Linked DNA regions of Oryctolagus cuniculus: region 1 is linked to region 2. Evidence: chromatin contacts called from public Hi-C data. All regions are on one chromosome and are shown on one strand. The core of a region is the stretch at or near the end of the contact, and the rest is flanking DNA. Distances in the headings are between cores, read along the strand shown.

What was found. A called contact is a pair of places that touch in the nucleus more often than the background predicts.
Region 1: a contact with region 2 is called in a Hi-C map of an unstated tissue, with 2.9 times the contacts expected there. The contact joins two enhancer-like sites. A contact is called at or near these places in 3 of 6 Hi-C or Micro-C datasets (ear pinna, psoas muscle and an unstated tissue).

The regions. Positions count from the first base shown.
Region 1 is chr4:108,643,370-108,650,070 of mOryCun1.1, reverse strand. PLD1 (phospholipase D1) reads right to left here. Exons shown (of 29, transcript XR_011388052.1): 23 at 2,084-2,197. Among named protein-coding and RNA genes, the nearest start is that of TNIK, 190 kb to the left of the region's middle. Within about 2 kb of position 3,685, at least 2 of the 8 cell types and tissues checked have an H3K27ac peak or open chromatin away from gene starts, as enhancers often do.
Region 2 is chr4:107,898,389-107,905,597 of mOryCun1.1, reverse strand. FNDC3B (fibronectin type III domain containing 3B) reads left to right here. Exons shown (of 25, transcript XM_070072505.1): 14 at 292-430; 15 at 3,016-3,087; 16 at 5,691-5,809. Among named protein-coding and RNA genes, the nearest start is that of GHSR, 120 kb to the right of the region's middle. Within about 2 kb of position 5,912, at least 1 of the 8 cell types and tissues checked has an H3K27ac peak or open chromatin away from gene starts, as enhancers often do.

The sequences.
Region 1 (6,701 bases), core at 2,436-4,935, 750 kb before region 2:
CTGAAAGATGTAGAGAAACAATTAAGGGGGCTTCAAAATGACCACTTTCAATTCCAATGTCTGTGGGTATACCCCTAACCCAAGAAAAAACAGAACAGATGCTTATATAAGAACATTTACAAACATTTTGAAAGCTAAAAATACTACATGAATAGCACACTGCTGATGGCCCAGGTAGTTGTTTAATGGTAAAGTAAACTAAAACTGGAAAACACTGATACTATATTTCAGAAAGAGAAGCTATTAAAAAGAGATGGGTTGTGAATGAACTTTCCACCTTAAAAAATTTGGTGACAGCAAAGGTAAAATTTAGAGTATGCAATGGATAAAAATACTTACAAAATCACATTGCTTCCTATGGTGAAAAGGACAAAACACTTAGAATAATTTAGGAATTAACCAAACTATTACCCAGGGCTGTCTTTAAAGTAGGTGAAATTCCTTAAAAGTGAAAGACAGGGCCTCAAATAACTGACTCTGATTTTGTTTCTCAAGACTGTGATAATAGTTAATAGTTGATGAATTATAAAGACTGACGAAATAAAAAATTCTATGCTCCATCTGCTTGCTCTGTGAAAGTAATTAAAAATACAGTTATGCCTGGGGAATGCTGATATTATTAAAATGCTGCCAGCACATAGAGATATTTTTGCACAATGAAAGGTTATAGTTTTGGTTGCTGAACATGTTATTTCATTCAGCTGGTTTACACTCAAGAAAATCATCACAGAAAATAATTATCGTCGACAATATTCCAATAATAATATAAGAATGGTAATTGCAGCAGATAAGATCCAATTAAGTATATGTCAATGCCTTAAATACTTGAGAAGCTTCGCTTCTCACGCTATAAATCAGATAACATTAGAAATGGATACATCTTCAATCTAAGTGTATAAGCCAAAGCTCTCATACCATAACTAGGCAAAACTACCCTACTGGGAACACACAAGTCTTCAGTACAAACTCTGGCAGATACAAGCTTGAAAAGTCAGCAAGGACCAAGAGGATCCCAAAAACATCCCAGCAAATGGGGCCCTCAGATACTGTAGGGAGGACAGCAGACCCTGTGGAGCTGCCTCTGGGAGAGACCAACCACCTGACCTACACCCCAACCCTGGTTTGCCCAGGGCCTTGCTTACACGGTAAGGGTTCTATGTACAGTCTTGTTTGTCCTTTCCCTCCTCAGAAACAGTTTGAGTAACCAATCAAATGAGAAAAGGCAGGTGGTTCAGAAAAACATGAGAGCCCAAAAAGAAAATATCCAGGATCAAGGCTTTGCTCTGAGCTGGGCCACGGAGCTGGTAACTGGGAGCGGACTCCTGCCCAGGGGGCTCTGCTCACCCCCTCACTTCTGCTTTCCTTCCTGGTCCAGTGACCCAGAGGAAAGGTCAAAGGTGCCTGCCTCTCACCTTCTACGCCCCTCTCTATCCTGCCCCCTACCAAGCTGGAACTGTCGCCCCTTTCCCAGTCCCCCACTGCCACAGCTGAGGCTTCAGAGGAGCCCAAGTGTGCCTTTTTGAGTGAATTAGGAAACTCTGCTTTAAAAATAGCAAGAACAGCACTTGCACATTCCCTAAAATTTGAACAAAAGATGTGTGGGTGAACACAGAATTCATATTCTAGGAGTCAGGAGTCTTCATTTTGTCACAGAGGTCGTTATTAACCAGGCTTCGAGGACTCAGAGTTTAAAGAATCATAACCAACTACACTCAAATCATACCACTTTAGCTTGCTTTCTTTTATCTATTTATCACAAAAACTAGCTTATAACTATTTCATGGCTTAAGGATAAGTTATTATTTTATATGGACAGACAGATTGATAGGCAATGCATTTAAGAGACAGATGAATATTTTTGGTCTTTTATACTTGGCTTGTGGCCTAAGTCCACCAGTCATGATTCCTGGCTCCATCTGAATTTTATCAACTAGTAAAGAGGCTATAATTTAAAAGTAAAATGAACAGATGTCCATTTGTTCAACGCTCCATGGAATGGATGTGGAGACACACTGCCATTCCCCTCACCAGCTCCCGTGCACAGCTCATTGGAAGCCCTAACAGACAACTGAGACTTTGGCACCTGTAGTTGAAGTGCATTATGGCCTGCAGAGCATTTCCTCCGCCAGTGGAGATGTCTCCTTCAAATCCTGGCAGAAGTGGTATCACAACATACACCCGGTACCTCCGGTTCTCCCTGCAAAAGTCAGACGCAAAGACATTCACCACAAATAGATCCAATATCAGCTGAAAAAATGACAGTCGAGCAGCTCACAAGGTTTTAGAGATTGAGTGAGTGGTTTCCCATGATATATTCTATCACGTTTCAGGGCTTGGGGGTGTTGCCGAATTGGAGGCCAGACTGTGTCACCCAGACTGTCAAAGCACAACCTGATCACTCATCTGAACTTGGCAGGAAGGTGGGAACGGTACTCACTATCTCTACAGCATAATCCTTTGTTTGAAAAAAGCCTTGCCTGGATGCCATGGAAGTGGGGAGGGAAAATGGATTATAACAAAGTTAGGAAAAGATGTTATAGTATTAGTTATGTGTATAACACGCTATAACCACAGTACCTCACTTAAAAGGTAACAAATAGGCACTGAGTTCACAACTGATGGGTAACACAGTCTAGATCTCAGAGACACAAAGATACAGTGGACAGTGCGCTTTCCAATATAGACGTCTAATATTATTGCTTAGAAACTGTGAGATCTCCTTCAAAATGTTACCCTGGGTCTTTTATGAATTCCGGGTGACTGATATTTATTTTTAAATCTCCTGAGCATTTAACACAGTATTTCTCTGCCAACCTTCCCAACTGGTTAATGACAACCTTCTAAGGAAAAGGAATTTTACTTAATGATATTACCACAAAAATAAAGAAAGCATAGTTTCCAATATTGACTGCACACCTAAAGTCAGACCTTTGGAGACATGTGTCTAAATAGGCGGTACTTATTTGGAATGAAAACTGCTAAAGTCTTTGTCTCCATTTACACAATATACAGGATATACAGGAAGAAGACAAAGCCTGGGAATGACGGTGGTATCTACTGCAGTCAACCAGTCTCACTAGTAAATCAGAGGTCGAGAGTCACACGAAGATATTGCTACTGGTTACTCATCCAGTCTGGTTCTTCTTGAAATTTTCATAAGACTTAATTTCGAAAACTCATTTTTTCTTTCATGTGATTATCATTAGTACTCTCTGAGGGATCAGATTTCATTACTCATGTCTCTGAACGTCAACGTACAGAATCCAGACATATGGCAAGCGAAGCTCAGGGCAGAAGGGACTGCCAACAGAATGGAATTTGAAGGCCTGTGAGCTTGGCTCGGCACTGAGAAGCAAAGCCTAAGTAGGTTGTTGTAATGGCACGGATTAATCACTAGATGGCAAACACAGTTTGAGTTGGAAAGAAAACAAAAAAAATGTAAACTTGTTCAAGTTCTCTGCTTGATAAGGGTGGAAGGCTCATATCCCTAAATGGTAAACAGGCTGTTGGAAACGAATGGAAAGAATATCTAAGCTACTCCCCCACAGCCAGAATTCAGAAGGTCTAATGAATTATATCACACACTCAACAACGGACGCCATTTAGCTTCAACTGCCTCTACAGACTCTTCTTCCACTAGGATCCTCCGGAGCCCCTTCCCCGTGACTGGAGGCGACTGCCCTTAGCAAGGAAGCTCGGCTCATCCGTTCTCAGCCTCTAAGGAATCCTACTTCTTCCTGAAAGGGGACTTCCTCTGTCAAACCATCCCGGATCTTCCTATCAAAATCAGGTTACTGCTGCCTGTGCACCCCCAAGGCCCATGGCTGCACCTCTGCTCAGCCCCCTTCCTGCTTTCCTCAATTGCTGACACACACAGCTGCTGCCTAGGCTGGGTACAAAGCTCCTTTGAAACACGGGCCACATAGGCTGTGTGCAAAGCTCCTTTGAAACATGGGCCGCATGCCTACATATCTTTCTATTTTTGGCAGTGCCTAATATGGGACCCTTGCACACAGGACGCACTCAGTGTTAGGTGCTCAGGGAGAACGGGATCCGGCAGGAAGAATGCTCCCTTCTGGGGAAGCCTCTGGAGGGAAGAGGTTAAGCTGCACAAGACTCTTTGCTTTAAATTCAATTTTGTTGATTCTTTCAGTGGTGAAATAAATGTATATAAAATTAGTATTTTCATAGCTTTTAAGTGTACCTTTATGTGGCATTAATTATACTCACAATGTTGGGCAACCATCTCAACTATATTTCTTAAATTTTTTCTTCATCCCAACCAGAAACTCCAGGACTACCAAGTGATAATGACCCTATTTCCCCTCACAGCAGGCACTGGTAACCTCTAGTCTACTTCCTGTTCTAGACCTTGCATGTAAGCAGAATCCTACGGTATCTGTCCTTTTGTTTGTCTCTTATTTCACTTAGCACGACACCTTCAAGGTTCATCCATGTTGTAGCATGTGTTAGAATTCTCTTCCTTGGGCCGGCGCCGCGGCTCACTAGGCTAATCCTCCGCCTAGCGGCGCCGGCACACCGGGTTCTAGTCCCGGTCGGGGCGCCGGATTCTGTCCCGGTTGCCCCTCTTCCAGGCCAGCCCTCTGCTGTGGCCAGGGAGTGCAGTGGAGGATGGCCCAGGTGCTTGGGCCCTGCACCCCATGGGAGACCAGGAAAAGCACCTGGCTCCTGGCTCCTGCCATCGGATCAGCGCGGTGCGCCGGCCACAGCGCGCCGGCCGCGGCGGCCATTGGAGGGTGAACCAACGGCAAAAGGAAGACCTTTCTCTCTGTCTCTCTCTCTCACTGTCCACTCTGCCTGTCAAAAAAATAAAAAAAAAATAAAAAAAAATAAAAAAAAAAAGAATTCTCTTCCTTATCATGGTTTATAGACATTCCATGGTAGGTATATATCACATTCCCTCTTGGGTGGGCACTTGGGTTGTTCCCACCTTCTGGCAACTGTGAATAATACTGTCATCCGCTGTCTGTCTGAGTCCCTGGTTTCAGTTATTCTACTCAGGACTGGGATTGCTGTGTCACATGGTCATTCTAGGTTTAGCATTTGGAGGAACCACCAAATCAACTACACGTTCTGACAGGTAACATACACCCTTAGTACAAAGTTTAAGAGGCAAAAGACGCTAACTCAGAGAGTGGTAAAAGACCCTCCTTCACTCCGCTGTTCCCAGGCCCTGTTCTCCATCCCCAAGGCCAAGCCCGTTCCCAGTTTTATCCAGGTTCCTTTACAAATAGCCTGTGAATTTATAAGCATATATATGTGTCTTTTCCTTCTACACAATGTTAGAATCTACAAATACTTTTTTGAATGCTATTTTTTATCTTTTTTTTTTTTTTGCTATTTTTTATCTTAACAGTAAATCCTGGAAATCCTTTCACATCAGAACATAAAGAGTGACTCATTTTTTAACAACAGGGACACAGCATTCTATCATGGATCTGTATCTTCACATGTAAACAAGCTCTTTGGGACAGGCACTGTGGCTCAGTGAGTTAAGTACCACTTGTGATGCCAACACCCCATAACAGAGTGCCAGTTAAGACTCGCAGCTCCTCCGCTTCTGATGCCACATTCTGCTAACGTGCCTGGAAAGGCAGCAGATGGTAGTACCCCTGTCACCCACGTGGAAGGCCAGGATGGCTTTGGCCTGGTCCAGATTTGGTGGTTGGGGCCATCTGGGGAGTGAACCAGTGAATGGAAGATTCTTATTCCCTCCCTGTTTCTCTCTCTCTCTCTCTGTCTCTCTCTGTGTGTGTGTGTGTATACCTCTGTGCCACTCTGCATTTCAAATACACCTTAAAATATTAACCACATCTTTACTGAAAGGCATGTAAGTTATTTCTAGACTTTTTGCTATTCAAAATAAAATATTATGATATTTATGCTTATCCACCTAAGTCATTTTTCAGATATGTTGGCAAACTCTTGAAAGTGAAATTGCTCACTCTGGACACCAAACCTTTGTATACTGTTTGTAAGAGAAGGTTCATTTTATCCTTGTGTGTTTTGAAAGCAAAAATGACTTCAAAATGCCAATCTCTTATGTAGGACATTAATAAATGTCCTATAAACAGTATAATGCATTCTTGCAAATTCTGGTTTGCAGAATCCAGAATATTCACATTTTTGATGCCTTAAAGACTCTCTCAGCTTCATACCAAAGCCTTTGCTATGTTACAATGCAGCAGTTTTTCAATATCCTGAATGATGGACATTTTAAACCATGTACAGCAAACTGGCAGAAATGACTTACATTTCCACTGCTGTGCAAAAACAGGTTCTGGAATTTCAAACCATAAATTGCAGTTGAATGTCAGCCAATGAAGAGACAATTCTGTGGCAGTGTGTTCCATCTGCCTCCTTGATCAAATCCACAAAGACATCAGTTCTCAGCCACTGAGGATTCTTTTTTTTTTTTTTTTTTTTTTTTTTTTTTTTTTTTTGACAGGCAGAGTGGACAGTGAGAGAGAGAGACAGAGAGAAAGGTCTTCCTTTGCCGTTGGTTCACCCTCCAATGGCCGCCGCGGCCGGCGCGCTGCGGCCGGCGCACCGCGCTGATCCGATGGCAGGAGCCAGGAGCCAGGTGCTTTTCCTGGTCTCCCATGGGGTGCAGGGCCCAAGCACCTGGGCCATCCTCCACTGCACTCCCGGGCCACAGCAGAGGGCTGGCCTGGAAGAGG
Region 2 (7,209 bases), core at 4,663-7,162:
ATGTCATCTTGGATGGGTAAAACAAATCTTTAGCTAAAACCATTTTATGTTTTTATTCTAAATGGTCAGGAGCCAACTCTACAGAGAATTAAGTGATCCATAAAAAAAAAAAAAAAAAACCACTGAAATCAGTACTAGAGTTTAGAGAGAGAAAATGTATGTGTGTGCATTTGTGTGTGCATGTATCTGGTATCTGAGTTTGTGGATGCCTTGAGCTTGCCGTGTTAAAAAGTTACCGTGATGGGGTAACATCTGATAAAGCATGTTAATGTCTTTTTGGTTGTGTTACAGCTGACTGCTTCTAACACGGAAGGGAAAAGCTGTCCAAGTGAAGTTTTGGTTTGTACCACAAGTCCTGACAGGCCTGGGCCTCCTACCAGACCCCTGGTTAAAGGGCCAGTCACACCTCATGGCTTCAGTGTCAAATGGGGTATGTTTTCTTGCCACTGTTACTTCTTTTTTGTACAGGTTTTTAAGAATTGGTTAATTTCAATGGTGACAAGTCAAGAAAAATGATTGACTGTGTTGTTTGTGTTTTGATGCATTTGGAATACACATATGAGCAATACCCTGAGAATTCCACAAATTGCAACAATTTTTAAATTGATAACTTTAGGATTATCTCATTTACCTTATTATTTTCCTCTATTACCTTTTTTTGTGCTATATTGTTAATGTGTTACTGATCTAAATATGTAATTCAGGGGTGAATGTTGTAGCACAGCAGGTTAAACTTCCTCCCCTTGCAACTACTGCATCCCATTTCAGAGTGCCAGGTCAAGTCCAGCTGCTCCACTTCTTTTGTAGCTCCCTGTTAACACATCTGGGAGTCCTTGGGCCCCTGCCATCCATGGAGGAGACCAGGAAGGATTCCTGACTCCTGCCTTCAGCCTGGCTCAGGCCTGGCTGTTGCAAACCTTTGGGGAGTAAACCAGTGAATGGAAGATCTTTCTCTGTCTCTCCTCCTCTTTCTCTCTGTATCTCTTTATTCCTCTACCTTTCAAATAAATAGGTAAATCTTTAAAATAAATATGTGTATATACAAATATGTATTCTTCAATAGTTCGCCCTAAAAAATTAGTCCCGTTTAATAGAAAAACGTTGACTTTTAAAGTTAACATTATAAAAAAATTCAAAATTTAGGAATATCATCTTAAATTTTAGTGTACAGAATTTTTATTTGAAATGACATGGGAACCTCATTGTTTTCATTATTGTTTGTATATGCCCAGAATTTTGAACTTGAAGAATTTTTCACATTGAAGTTGATATGGGGTTTGGGGAGTAGCTAACAGAAGGAAGTTAAGGCTTGCCTCTGCTTTGTAGCTATTTCAATGAAATGAATGCAGCTAAGAGGTTGATAAAGCTTTGTAACTGTATATAAAACTGTTAGGATATGTGTATGATTTTCACTAATGCCATAGAACCTTAAAACCTAATAGGCAAATATATATACACCTAAACAGGGGTTTACTTGGCATCCAAGTAATGTAAGGGGAATTTTAAACATTATTAGATCATAATCGAATACCAAAACTGAGACATTTGACTGTATTAGGATACCTAATAATTCCGAGGCAGAATTATTAGAATATCTGTTTTCCTGGAAGACAGGTTAATTAAGAAGAGACTGTAAAAATCTAAATTGGCTTTGTGCCAGATCGTAGAACTTTTTTTCTCAAAAATACTGGAAAGTTCTGCCAACACTGAACTGTTATGTTCACCTGTGTGCTGTAATATTTAACCGTGTGATTACTGTTGTAAATCTCTATTACTGAAGTATGTGTATGTCAATGGAAATAGCAGGGTTAGAGGAAAGAGGAAATGGATTTCCTAAATGTGGGCTAAACTCAAGGCCTCTTAGAAAAATCTCTTTTGAGGCAGGCACCATGGCTCAATAGGCTAATCCTCCGCCTTGCGGTGCCGGCACACCAGGTTCTAGTCCCGGTCGGGGCACCGGATTCTGTCCTGGTTGCCCCTCTTCCAGGCCAGCTCTCTGCTATGGCCCGGGAGTGCAGTGGAGGATGGCCCAAGTCCTTGGGCCCTGCACCCACATGGGAGACCAGGAGAAACACCTGGCTCCTGCCTTCGGATCAGCGCGATGCGCCGGCCGCGGCAGCCATTGGAGGGTGAACCAACTTGGCAAAGGAAGACCTTTCTCTCTGTCGCTCTCTCTCACTGTCCACTCTGCCTGTCAAAAAAAAAAAAGAAAGAAAGAAAAAGAAAAATCTCTTTTGTGTCCGAGAATATAGAGGGAGCGGAGAGGCAGTAGAGGTAAATTCTCCGTCCTTTCACAAAATTACACTGCAAGCTGTTTTTCGGTTCTGACAGCAAAGCTCCTGGGGGCAAAGGGTCACTGGTGGAATGTGTGGGGGAGGTGCCGTGGGTCTCCTGGACTCACCTGGCACCTTCCGCTGACTGCTTCCTGCACCAGTTCCCATCCAGCCACGCCTGCTTTTGTACCGTCCTCAATCAGAGCAGCTATCGGGATGGAAGGAGTGGAGTAATTCCATTGCCATGTCTTATCTATTTTGTCAATGAGCATATGCTCTCTCTCCTTCCCTTTCTTCGTCTCTCAAAAAGAATCTGGTTACTGATAAAATATGTGAAATTTTAAAAGAGTAAAATAATAGAAAAAGAAACACGAAATTTCCTTGGACATGAAAACCACCAAATATTAAAGGGCTGCCTTCAGAATTCTCACAGGAATTCCATTAACATAAGTCTTATAGGAAAATCAATTCCTGTTTTGAGTTGCATTCATGTTTCACTAAATAAATGCTAACTCTGTGACATTTCTAGCTCTGAGGACGTTGAATAATCTGTTAGTATTTGGGGTTTCCTGATTTGTTTGCTTTTCAAGAAAGGACTGCTGTGAATTCAGTTAATTATCATGCCTTTTGGGCAAGTTCAGATTTAAGACAGGAAAATGTATGGTTTTACATGTTCCAGTAATACTTGCCAATAAAGGTCAATGCCCTGTCATTACTAACAAGACATTTGCTTACTTTCCAGAGCCTCCAAAGGACACTGGTGGTTCAGAAATTCTCAAGTACTTGCTGGAGATCACTGATGGAAACCCTGAAGGTAAACTTTTTGGCTGTTGTCTTACACAAACCCAGTAGCCAGCTCTGTTTTCTAATACAGAAAACATCTGTGTAGTGATAGAAGGCAGTCATTAATTCTAACAACAAGGCTATTGGAATAAACTTCAATCATATATTAATAGTTTTTCTCCTTGAAACACAATACCAGAAATCAGACAGTCTGCATGAAAAACATATTTTTGGCATTTTGAAAATTTCTCATGTTGTTTTTTTAGAACCACAGTTCCAGGTTTATAGAATAAATTTATTGTATTCCTGGAACTTGCCACACTATTTTCTGGAAATTCTTAAAGAGCATAGAAAGTATCAGAAGCAAGCAACCAGAAAGATAAGTCATGGGCAGTACAGGGGTTCAGTAATGTACAAACAATATGTAGTGCTATGGGCTAGTGACAGGTGTACTGCTTATAAAACGTTTCAAGTACCTCTCCATGCCATTGTGATTTATAGTCAGAAATTGTTCTTCAAGAATAGTGTCTTTTCAAAAACTCTCGGGTTTTTGCTTCTAATAGAATGTGCCAGACTTTAACAGCCAACAGTAAAGTAGGAAGAACTTAGATGGCATTTAACCTCAGCAGTGCACTCATCCCTGTAACTGCCAGTTTTTAAAAAGTGGTGCACGCGTTCGGCAAAGCAAGCAGTTCCAGTGACGTTACAAGCAAGTGTGCCCACTCCACACTTGCCCCTGCTTCTCTACCATGGCAGCCAGGTGGAGTTTCTTCGGTTTTGAAACCCACGGGTCCTATTTTAAGCAGAAAACGTGAGACTTCTTTGAGATGGGCCCAGATGTTCTTAACCTGAAATCATATCCCATGCTAAAAATAGGACTTAGCTTTGTACATGAGAAAGCCTGCCTGGGAGAAAAGCCACATGTGTGCCAACAGCTCTGCGTGCCTTCCCACGGCAGGTGCCATTCTGCCCTCAGCGTTAGCGGCTTCGCCAGCGCGCAGGTGCGTGACTGCTTCAGACTTCACAGTCACCCTCGCCCTCACTTGCCTTTTCGGTACAGGCTTTCTTACCTGAACCAGCGGAATAATGGTCTTCAGTGTTCTCCATTCTTGTATGGCCCTGGCGCGTGTGACTTTATCCTACTTCCAACCTAATAAGCAGCTCAGGGAATTTGTGAAAGTCACTCTGGTCGAATATGAATGGATAGAGTGAAAGCATTTTTTCCTAAACCAGCGTCATGGAGTAAAAGGCGTTAGTAAAGTAGCTAGCTAGCTGGGGGGGGCCGGCACCGTGGTTCACTTGGTTGGTCCTCTGCCTGTGGCGCCGGCATCCCGTGTGGGTGGCGGGTTCTGGTCCCGGTTGCTCCTCTTTCGGTCCGACTCTCTGCTGTGGCCGGGGGTTGGGGGGCAGAGGGGGGTGGAGGTGGCCCAGGTGCTTGGGCCCCGGTGCCCGTGTGTGGGGCCGGGGGGGGCGCCTGGCTCCTGGCTTTGGATTGGCGCAGCTCCGGCCGCCGGCCGTTTTGGGGGTGCGCCAGCAGAGGGGGCACCTTTCTTTCTGTCTCTCTCTCTAACTCTGCCTGTCTAATAAAAAAGAAAAAAAAGGTAGCTAGCTGGAAACATGGCTCCCAGGGGAGCAAATCACAGAGGCCTGGGGGAGCCCCCAGGACCCCCCTGCTTCCTGTGGTACTCTCGTCCACCATGTGGCTGCTCTGGCCACCCACTGTGTTTGCTCCTGAGGAGCAGATGTAACTTGGGTCACCCAGGTGTCTTGTCTTTCTCGTTCAGCCTCCTGAGCACTTTGTCTTGTACGTGGGGCTCTGAAGAGTGCAGGCCTTTCCCTAGCCTATGGCCTCGGTCAGTGACAGGAGGACTGCCCTCGCTGTGGACCCCAGAGAGGAGCAGGGAGATGCCTCAGCACCCGCTCTTGCCAGAGGCTCAGAGCTAAGCAGGCGGCCGCCTCCCCAGCTGACCCCAGGACCTCCCACAGCCACCAACATGTTGGAGCTTGTGTGACAATGCCCTCTCACCACACCTCTTGTGCCAGCTACAGACCTGCGTGGCTTCCCATGTCCATACCCTTAGTCAACACACGTAGTAATATGTAAGCCAATGGCACCAAGTAGTGAATATGAATCCATAGTTTTTTTAGTATTTAACTTTGTAAAGGAAATGGAAAGAGAGCCTGGCTGCTGTTTTAGAAAGAATAGATGGGCCGGCGCCGCGGCTCACTAAGCTAATCCTCCGCCTTGTGGCGCCAGCACACCGGGTTCTAGTCCCGGTCGGGGCGCCGGGTTCTGCTGTGGCCCGGGAGTGCAGTGGAGGATGGCCCAAGTCCTTGGGCCCTGCACCCCATGGGAGACCAGGATAAGTACCTGGCTCCTGCCATCGGATCAGCGCAATGCGCCGGCCGCAGTGCGCCAACCACGGCGGCCATTGGAGGGTGAACCAATGGCAAAAGGAAGACCTTTCTCTCTGTCTCTCTCTCACTGTCCACTCTGCCTGTCAAAAAAGAAAGAAAGAAAGAATAGATGTCGGTTTCCCTGGAAACCACCTGGCACCTCTTGTCATCCATGACAGTCAACCCAACGAAATGTTTTCAGAAAGCATACACTTACATTTGAGTCTCCTTTCACAGCGAATCAGTGGGAAGTGGCGTACAGCGGATCAGCTACCGAGTACACCTTCACCCACCTGAAGCCAGGCACTTTGTACAAGCTCCGAGCATGCTGCATCAGCACCGGGGGACACAGCCAGGTCAGTTCCCTGCCGGCAGCCCCATTCTCACACACTGTCTGGGATGGCAGAGTACAATTGCAGTGGAGCGGTGTACCTGATGGCACCACCTGCCCAGGTACCGCCCCAGGAAAGGAGAAACAGGGCTGTCCACGTAGTGTCTCAGAGAGCAGGAACAGCCCGCTCTGGTGGGTTTGTCAGTTGTTTTTCAGAAGACATTGGCCTAATTGCAGGTGACGGTTGCAAACTGTCTAGAATTTGTGTTAGTTAAATGGGGAGTGCCTCAGTTATTAATTAAATGGGGATGCCTCAGTTATTCCAGTGATAACAGAAGTATAGAAATCAGAGCAAGAAAGAGGAGCCCTCCCACACATCTCTGCTGTTACTTCTGTCAGCCATGGGTGAATTTCAGACGTGTGTTCCTTAAAGCACTTCACTGCCCTCTGCTGGAAAACTGTTGTAAAAGCCAAATAAGTCTGATGACAGTTAACAGGCTGTTGTGCAGTGCCCAGCACACACATCTGTAGGCAGCAGTCGTTCTCCTGTTGTCTGCCAGCCACTTACCATGTCAGGAGGCAGCTCCAACCACATGGTGTTTTCATAGATTCAGAATAGCCTAACAAATGTGCATGAAGTGTCCTAGAAATGAGAAAATTGTCTATGTGATTTTAACTTAGATTCAGAAAAGTGGATAAGAGGCAACGTTGTTTTCACTGTAGAGATCTTTAACATTATGGCTTGAAACCATTGAAAGAGAGAGAGAGATTGAGTCTGGTTGAGCAGCATGGCTCTGCCTTGCTTTCTCTTCTCTCAAGCCAGAGGATCAACCTCTACACCCTCAGCCCTACACAACCAGATCCTACTTGTTAACAAAACCTGCTGGTTAATATCAGACGCTGTTGATTAATGTTGACTATTTGCTTTTCTGCTCTATGTGAATAGTTGGCCAATTATGGCACCATTTTAAAATTTCATCCAGCCATTATTTTGTGTTTTCTTCTGTCTCATGAAGAGTCTTTCTCAGTCGGCTTACAGGAGAATAATCGTGTGCTTTGGATGTGCAGCACTCACACTTTATAACCTGACTTCGGAAGGAATCACTTCTGTTTTTAACCAGGGCTATATGCAGTCTATGTCCGCACTTAAAACACACAGGCACACTTGTATGAAGATAATATTTGTGTAAAAAGATAGGATAATCGGGTGGGCATTTAGCCTAGTAGTTAAATACATCCATGTCTCTTATCAGGGTACCTGGGTTCAACATCTGGGCTCCAGCTCCCGGGTCCAGCTTCCTACCCATGTCGAGGCAGCCGTGATGCTTCAAGTGTTTAAGTTCCTGCTGCCCACGTGGGTGACCTGGATTGTGATCCTGGCTCCTGGCTTTGGTCTGGCCCAGTCCTGGCTATTGTGGGCATTTG